Linked DNA regions of Rattus norvegicus: region 2 is linked to region 1. The links are chromatin contacts, called in public Hi-C maps. All regions are on one chromosome and are shown on one strand. Each heading gives the region's core, a stretch centred on a gene start, on an enhancer-like site or on the middle of the called end of the contact. The rest is flanking DNA. Distances are from core to core; before and after follow the strand shown. Region 1 has its middle 250 kb from the start of Nt5c1b. Region 2 has its middle 30 kb from the start of Rdh14.

Evidence for each region. A called contact is a pair of places that touch in the nucleus more often than the background predicts.
Region 2: a Hi-C map of the A7r5 cell line shows a contact between it and region 1, with 2.5 times the contacts expected there. The contact joins two enhancer-like sites. A contact is called at or near these places in 2 of 12 Hi-C or Micro-C datasets (the A7r5 cell line and the Rat2 cell line).

Annotation. Positions count from the first base shown.
Region 1 is chr6:38,607,745-38,612,237 of GRCr8, forward strand. No RefSeq gene overlaps it. Among named protein-coding and RNA genes, the nearest start is that of Nt5c1b, 250 kb to the right of the region's middle. Within about 2 kb of position 1,792, at least 3 of the 93 cell types and tissues checked have an H3K27ac peak or open chromatin away from gene starts, as enhancers often do. A contact at or near this core is called in the A7r5 cell line, where this site is marked.
Region 2 is chr6:38,903,196-38,907,448 of GRCr8, forward strand. No RefSeq gene overlaps it. Among named protein-coding and RNA genes, the nearest start is that of Rdh14, 30 kb to the left of the region's middle. Within about 2 kb of position 1,501, at least 2 of the 93 cell types and tissues checked have an H3K27ac peak or open chromatin away from gene starts, as enhancers often do. A contact at or near this core is called in the A7r5 cell line, where this site is marked.

The sequences.
Region 1 (4,493 bases), core at 542-3,041:
GTGTGTGCGTGTGTGTGTGGTGAGGGTGTTGTGTAAATTGACCCCAGTTTATCCCAGAACTTTATTCTTGCTAGACAAATGCTCTAACCACTGAGCAGCATCCTAATCCTGCCCTTTTTCCTTTTAAAGAGAAAATTGAGAGCACACCTAAGGGGCATGCAGCTGCTGTCGTAGAGTTTGTGTTATGTACCAGGTACAAGGTTGTAGTGAATGTAAACTTAGATTTAGTCTGTGTGTCAAGGCAAAACTGGGATTAAACAAAGCTAGTAATGCCTGGGCCAGACATTTACATCACATGCAGAGCCCGAAGGGTTCAGTAGATTCAAAATGATATTCCAGAGACCATGAGATGGCTTCACTGGTAAAAGCATTTGCTATGCAAGCCTAATATCTTTAGTTCAATCCCTGGAACCAAAATAAAGGTAGAAGAAATAGACTAACTCTGTGAAGCTGTGCCCTGACATCCACACCTTAAACCAAGGCACAGACACATCCATACACACTTAATGTATGCTGACACATAATAATAGAGTCTTTACAAACATCTTCATAACTTCCATGTGATCATCCAATGACATATTTTTCAGTTCCTACTATGCCATGGGCACAAAGTAGAAGAGTGAATTATCAAGCCATTTAATTCACTAAAGCCTAGTTTTCATGGAGTTTATACCCAGGCACATGGGCAGAAGAGCAGAAGAATTACAGAACAGAGTGACGCAGTCCCTAAGAAATAAAAATCCAGATTCTGCTTCCAGGTCAGAGACAGGAACCACTGAGAAAGATGGGATCTCATATGTCATTTGGCTTTCAAAAGTCCCTTTTTGGCTCATCCCATCTCAGGCTAATGTTTAAGCTCAAAGAGAGAAGAAGTCTAACATTGTGAAGTTAGAAATATGTAATAGCAAATGTGATCAACATATTCCTTTTTGGTATAAGTTTATGGTATCTAAATGACTAGATTTTTTGCCACAGGGGGAAAACATTATATAATTTTATTTACTTATTAAAAATATTACAAGTATCTCTCAAAGATTTGTACTGATTCTGACTCCTATATCCTCGGATGCTAGGAAACAGGACCCCTTTTACCTTAACTTTTAAATGGGGCAAAATCTTCTCTTATCTTCTTATAGAACTAATCAGTTTAGTAGGAGATAAGTGATCTGATTTTTCCTTGACAAAAAGCAAAGAGAAAAATGTAGCCTATACAGTCCCTGTTGGGTCTGAATTAGTGTCTGGAAATGTTAGAAGGAATTGCAGAGTGACATAAGATATGGATACTCTAGTTGGCAAAATAATCGCTTGAGCATCATAGCTTTGTCCAGAGCAAACTGATGGAATGTCTTTTTCTACAGCTGTCATATTAATTAACATTAATTAATTAACTTATTAATACACTGGCTCCTGTGAATCCAAGCTCAACAAACAAACAGGTATACAGAGCAGCCCTGAAAGAAAACGTTAATAAGCTGCTGTGGAAATGCATGGTGTTTAAAACTACTGGCATTCATTAAGGGCCCACTTTCTGTAATTTCACATAGCCCCTAGTCATTGCTGGCCTCTGACTTTGTCACTGCGTACATTTCATTCTCAAAATGTACCAAACGCATCTCCTCAGAAATCTCTGCAGCCCATCAAACAACACCTCTGTTGGTTTACTCGTCACAATGCTCCCGGATTCTGTTTTACTGGCCAAGTGAGGAAAAGTCCTCTTGCTTCCAGAGGTCACACACTATCTTGATTTAGCAGGATGGGCCCCTGAATCACTCCTCTTCTCAGTAGCAAAGAATGCAGTCTCAGAAGGATTAATTACCAAAGCCAGTAATCCTGACTCCAACCTCCAAATATATGGGGAAGTCCAACAAAAATCTTGAAAGTGATTTGCAACATTCTGTTCCAATCTGTCTCATGAGTAATGCCACTCTGACACCTCTTACCCATGTAAACAGAATTATCTCTCACACATCAGCTATTCTTTCTGAACCCTCTCCTTTTCACCCCGAGGCTCAATTTTCCCTCCCCTGAAAGAAGATCAACATAGTTTTACTAATAGCTTCTACCTCACTCTCCCTAGTGAAATGAATACCCTCCAAAGGTAGGAATGCCAGTAGCTTGTTTTATTACAAGTCATATGTACTCCCACAGGCCTGGGCAAAAATTAATTATGTATTTTGGTCTCCAGCCCAGGGGACATAGAAATGCTTGGCAAAATCTCCCAAGTCGGATCAAACCTGGCAACTGCTGTCACATCACATCAGTGAGATCTCAGTTTGCTCAGAAATAACCGGAGTGGAAATTCCTGATTGACCATTAAAAGGCTTAAGCAGGTAGCACTTTCTTAAAGTTATTTTGATTTCGACTTGGTAGGCTAAAATTCAGCCAGAGACCACACATCTGCCCATCACAGTAGAACAGTTGTCTGCGAACCTGCCCTTCTATACCCACAGATTCCACAACCAGCCACAGACCAAAACCATCTAAAATTTTATGTCTGTGCTGAACAAATACACATATTTCTTGTCATTATTCCTTGTACAATACAGAAGAGCAACTATTTTCATACTATTTACATTGTATTAAATATAATATAGAAATAATTTAAAGAACTGAATATGTGTTTAGGTTATATGAAATGCTATATCATTTTATATAGTTGTATATAACAGACACAAGCATCTGTGGATTTGGACAATTGAACTGGGGCCTGGAACCAATCCTCTGCAAATGCCAAGGATGATTGCAATTCTATGAATGAATGGACTTGCAAACTACTTATAAACTTGTACTCCATGACTGACCATTGAATATAAATAAAAGATATCACTTTTATGTATTTACATACACACACATATATATACATATATAATATTATAAATGACTATGAAAATGATTGTGTCTATGTTAATGTATATAACAATTGATATAAAATATTAGAGTTTTATATTGCCCAAGTGAGATTCTTTGGCTCAGAATGCTAAAGGTATCTTAATATATTCAATAAAAATTTGAATTACTAAAAAAATGAATTATAGAAAACTATACCCCACAAAAAGCCACATATTAATTTGAGGCACAGATATAATTAAAACCCAAATAACTATGTTGAAACCGTGACATTTACTGTGCACATGTACCCAACATAGGTCACATAGGGAAAATCTTTTTCCCTTACAAATAGCTATCCATGTTCCGTTTCTGTTGTTGTTTTATTAGTTTTTTGAATGCCATTGTACCAAATAAAGGTTTAATGTGCTGCAGATGTAGAAAATTACACTCCCAAACCCATGTCCACTATTGAAGATGGCATATCTCAAGTCAATGGAAAAGATAACAATTGTGATCACCTTGTATGTGTTTTGGTATCCTCATAGTACCTGGGAACTGACACTGAATGACGGTTGCTACAGGTACATTCATTTTCCCTCTGGACTCAGCATCATATAAACCTAAAGCTGTCTGTCATTCTTTCCTCTGAACAAGTTCAGATAGGATGTATTCTATAAGGATTCAAGGAGGCAGAGTGGGGATGGTGGCAGTTGTTTAGGGTAATCCTGTCCTAACATTAGATATGCATTTTATAAGCTCCAAAGGAGGAGTGACAGAATGCCCTTGAATTCTCTTTAAGGAATTCTGCCATCTTCAAACACCTTTAGACTCCGGAAAAGAATAGCACGATTTGTAGGCCTGTGTGAAAGATTCTTTACCAACCACTCAGTGTGGAACTTAAATGATTATACACTGTATTCTCCAACTCTTATAGAATGACTAGGCTTCTATCAGGACACAGAGCACATGAGGTGCCAGCATGCGTGGAGCACTAGAAGCACAATGAAGAAGACCCATCTCTCAAATAGCACATGATAGACAAGAGTGATGGAGATACTTTACAGTAAAAGTCAGTAAACAGAAACCAGTACCAAACCAGGGACGTTTAGCAGGGCACACAAGTTAGAAAGAAGACTGAGTAAAGTTAACGTCATCATTGTGAAGGTGCCTTCTAAACCAAAAACCTGATCTAAACAGCAGAAATCACAAATGAACAGTCTCTCTGCTAGAGGCAATGTCACCTTGCTCGAGGCATAGACAAAATCTACATCTGGCTGAAGTTTAGTGGATAAAGGGCTTTTGGAGCACAACTATAATAGGTAGAATTCCTTGAATGCTGCTGAAGTGTTTAATTCTTCCACTCATGGGTACAGCTTGCATGTGTCATTATAGGAAGTATTGATAAGAAGGGCTGGAGTCTGTCCTTTTTCTCCTTCCTATGACACAATGGCAGATGATCTGGATGCGCATGGACTAAGCACATGAGAGTGCAAACTTCAGAGTTCCCACCAAGTGATGGTGGAAGAGGAGGAGGCATCCTGAACCGAAGGGGGATTCAATAACTTCACTAACGTGAAGATGCACCAGGTTATATGATAATGAAAACAGTAATGAACAATCTCGAGTCAATGGGTATATTTTACAAATTATGTAATTATTAAAAA
Region 2 (4,253 bases), core at 251-2,750, 300 kb after region 1:
TGTAACATTATCAAAGTTAGCTGGAAGATCCAGGAGTTTGCTATGAGATTGTGTTACCTAGTAATGTCAGGTACACTCATAAAACGTTATATACATGGTTGTCTATAAACAGGATCTGAAGAAGGACCACGCCACTGCACATGCCAAAGTGGATAGGGAAAATCCTATGAGACATCAAACCTACACAAAGAATTACAGGAAACCAAGGAAGGCTGATAGCAGGAGAATAATCTTCCCAGAGAAAAGCACACCTCAAGAGTTAGTTATACAATACTGAAAAGTCAGTCCTGAAAACATCATAGAAGTAACACTAAATAAACTAAGCAGGTTATATTTAGGAATAAATATATGTATAAATATTTGCATACAGTAACAGTTAATGGAAAAACAAGAGGCCATGAACTTGAAAGTGAGCTAGGAGAGGTATGTGGGAGGTTTTAGAAGGAGGAAAGAGAAAATGTTCTAATCATATTATGATACCATTTTTTAAGTTAGCCCAAGAAAACATTCAGATACCTAAGAAATATTTCCCAGCTTCACTCAGTTTTTGAAGGGATGATCTGGGACGCTGTGTATTTTTGACCATTTTGGACTGCAGGCTTTCTCTTCCCATTGCCCTGGGCAGATGAGCATTCAGAGACCAGAGATGGAAGTTCCTATGAGATTGTGTTACCTAGTAATGTCAGAAGTTACACTCATAAAACATTATATACATGATTGCCTATAAACAGGATCTGAAGAAGGACCACACCACTGCACATGCCAAAGTGGAGAGGAATCTCATGGGACTGGGGAGTAGCTTGTCTTCTCTGGCTTTATCCCATCCCTTCCTCCCTCTGCCTCTTCCAATATAGTTCATTTGATGGTAAAATGAGTTCTGTCAGAATAATCCTGCCAATCATAGTGATAAGTAGTGAGAGACTTGAAGTTTAGGGATAAAGAGACAGCTAACAAATACTTGTGCAGAGGTGTAACCTCAAGCATGTACTCAAGCAGCCATCATTCTCCAATCACACAAGCCTTTAGAGCTTCCCCTCACTCAATGGGCATGAATTTTGGTGACTTTGGTCAAATACATTTTAATGTAAGAGGCAGAATCTTCTTGGCTGTTTTAATTTTAAAGGTATTTGAAAAGTCAACAGATAGTTCATCATCAGGTAGATCTTTGAGAACAAGAACAAGAAGTTGAACTAGAAAGGTGGGTGGCCACTCTCTGTACATGAAGTGTAGGCAGAGTCTGCATAGGAGAATTAGGTTGTAGTTCATTCTGAGAAGTGGGAAAGCTTTTTCAACAGATCACATCATCTTAAGAGACTTCCAGAATTGAATAATACCTCCAGAATTAAATAAATTGCATGTGTGGTTATAAGAAAGCTGAGCACTTATTTATCCACATCATTAGTCACAGAAATTCCTGTAGGGAGGAACAGCCCAGCCCCACAGGTCATCCACTTCATGTTTCCTTAACACTTCCACTGTTTTTTAAACACCCACTTCTTGATTTATGACTGCACTGTGGCCTCAGGCTGGGCCTAATAATGCAGCACGTACCACCCCATCACAGTGACACACACATTCCCTCGCACCAATTTAAGTCATCCCATATGTGAGCTCATGCCTTTTATTCTGCTATCTGGGAGTTCACGAAAACAGGTGACCTATGTGGCAAGCCAAAGTCCTTTACTTTGGTTCGCAGTTCTTACTTCTCAGGTTAACTCTAGCCATTCTGTGATCTTGCCCCCCTTTCCCCCTCATTTATTTAGTTTCCTTCAATCTGGGTGTTTATTTCCATAGAAAATGTTTTTCCTTTTCCTTACATGGCATGGGATGAGAAAAGAAAGGTTGCTCTTACATTAGGATTCTCTAGAGGAACAGAACCCATTGTACCAATCTATTTTAAAAGGGATTGGTTCATACAATATAGCCTGAGTAGTCCAGCCACGGGTGTCTTTATACTGAAGAAGGTAAGAACTGAGTCTGCATAATCTATGACCCTGAATGCCTAGCAGTCACTGTCTGGCACTGGAGAATTCCTATAGAGTCACTGATCTTGGGATCACATTAGGAAGTGGAAGACGCTGGGTTCTAATGTCAGTGAAGAATGACTGAGGCAGAGATAGCAGCAACAGAATAAAAGTCACCAGCAATGCAAGGACAAGAGAGATATGAAGGCAAGCAGGTAAGAAGCAAAGGTGTTCAGTCTTCCTTATATCCAGGCTGCTGCTGAAAGGTGCCAGATGTACTAAGGGTGGGTCTTTCCAGTCAGTTGATGTCATCAAAGAGAGCCACCAAGAAAACTCACGGGTATCTTGTTGACAGGACAAGATGAGCAGGGATAAAGACGGAGTAAAGACTGATGGAACAGCCAACCAATGACTGCCACAATTTGAGACCCATGCCCTGGGAGAGCCAACCAACCCCTGACACTATTAATAATACCATTCTATGTTTGCAGACAGAAACTTAGTGTAACTGTCTGAGAGGCCCACAGCAAAGCATCAGGCAGTCTTTGCGTAGTCTTGTAGAAGAATTGGGGATAGAATTGAGCAAGCCAGAGGGGTCTAGGACACCACAAGAAGACCTACTCAGTCAACTACCTTGGGACTATGGGGGCTCAAAGCTTCTGGATCACCAGCCAAAAAGCATGCAGGGACTGTACCTATGTCCCCTGCATATTTGGAGATGTGTAGCTTGGTCTTGATGTAGATCCCCTAACAATTGGAGCAGGGGCTGTCTTAGACTCTGTTGCCTGCTTTTGGATTCCCTTTCCCTAGCTGGACTGCCAGATTGGCTCTTAGTGGAAGAAAACGTCCCAGAGCAGTTTAGTACACAAGGGAGCAGTTCCCCTTCTCTGAGGACTAGAGGGAAAGGTTAGTGGGGGTGGGAAGACTGAGAGAATAGGAGGGAGGGGGTTTGTGATGAGGATGTAAAGTGAATAAATAAATAAAATAATTAAACAATGAAAATAAAAATAAGAAAACCCACAGGCGTTTTTGTTGTTGTTGATTACAGAGTCAGTCAAGGTGACAAACAATATGGTAACCATCACAACTTCCTTTATGAAATTACTGCCCCTGTGGCAAGCTTCAGATCACAGACGGTCACCCTTAAATAGGAAATGTTCTTCTGTATTTGACTTCATTTATCTTTCCTGTTTTTCCTTCATGCACTGGCTCTTATGCCCCAACTACAGATATCATCAGGATCATCCTCCCTCCCCTAAGATACCATGACTGTATACTTCATCTTCTACAGAATGCTGGAGGTCATGGCCATTTTGCCAGTCTCTGGGATTGAGCAATGTGTGTTTTAGTACCTGGCATCGAAGATACAGAGAATGGAAGAAATCAACAAGTGAGGACCCGGGGAAAGACAAGTATACAAATTAAGGGGGAAAGACTCAGAGAGAACAAGCTTACCACCACCTTGACCATGATTTCCAGCTTCCGAAACTGTGGGAATATAAGGTTCTCTCATTTAAGCCACCAGCCCAGAGAATTTCATATGCTAACCATGGCAATAGAGCACCACAAATAACTATAGTTTATGGTTATAAGAATTCAATATAGCCAAATATCGTAGAACCAGTAGAGGAAAGGAATCATGAGTTATTCAGCATGGGGATCCAGAACAGAAAAGAGTTCCTCAAGCGAGGCTTAGAAAGAAGGATGTGAACTTACAGAACAAAGATGGACGGAATATATGCTGGATGAGAAATTCCTTTTTAAGATCCCCAATTGCTTTCTTCTTATTGGTGCTCTAGTCCATTCCCGAGACTTCACTTGCCTTTTCTCTCTTGGCTAGTCTGTATGAACAGGAGTACAGGGTATTATTTCTTCAGGCTTTCCCTGTGCCTCCCTCAGTTTCTTGTTTTCCTCAGAAAATGTCTTCCTGTTTGCATGATGTCTGCAAAACCCCATGTATATGGCTCTCTAAGTGGCCACTCATCTACAACAACTGTGTCTAACCCCACAGGGTCTGGAGCACACACTCATCTACGTGTTAGCAGCTCCAGCAACAGCATCACTTCCTTGAAAGTAAAGCAACGTCATGGCCACCAGAATGGAGTTTAGAAAAGAAGAGACTGTTATTGGGTGCACAAAGAAGCAATAAGCAGACCAAAGCAGCAGCTACCATTTCCATATATTTTTCCCTATCTAGAGGAGGACAGTGAAACTCGACAAGTAAATGACTTCCAAGTATGAACTCACGAATTCATTCATTTAACCACAATTTAAGGAACACCTGCTAGA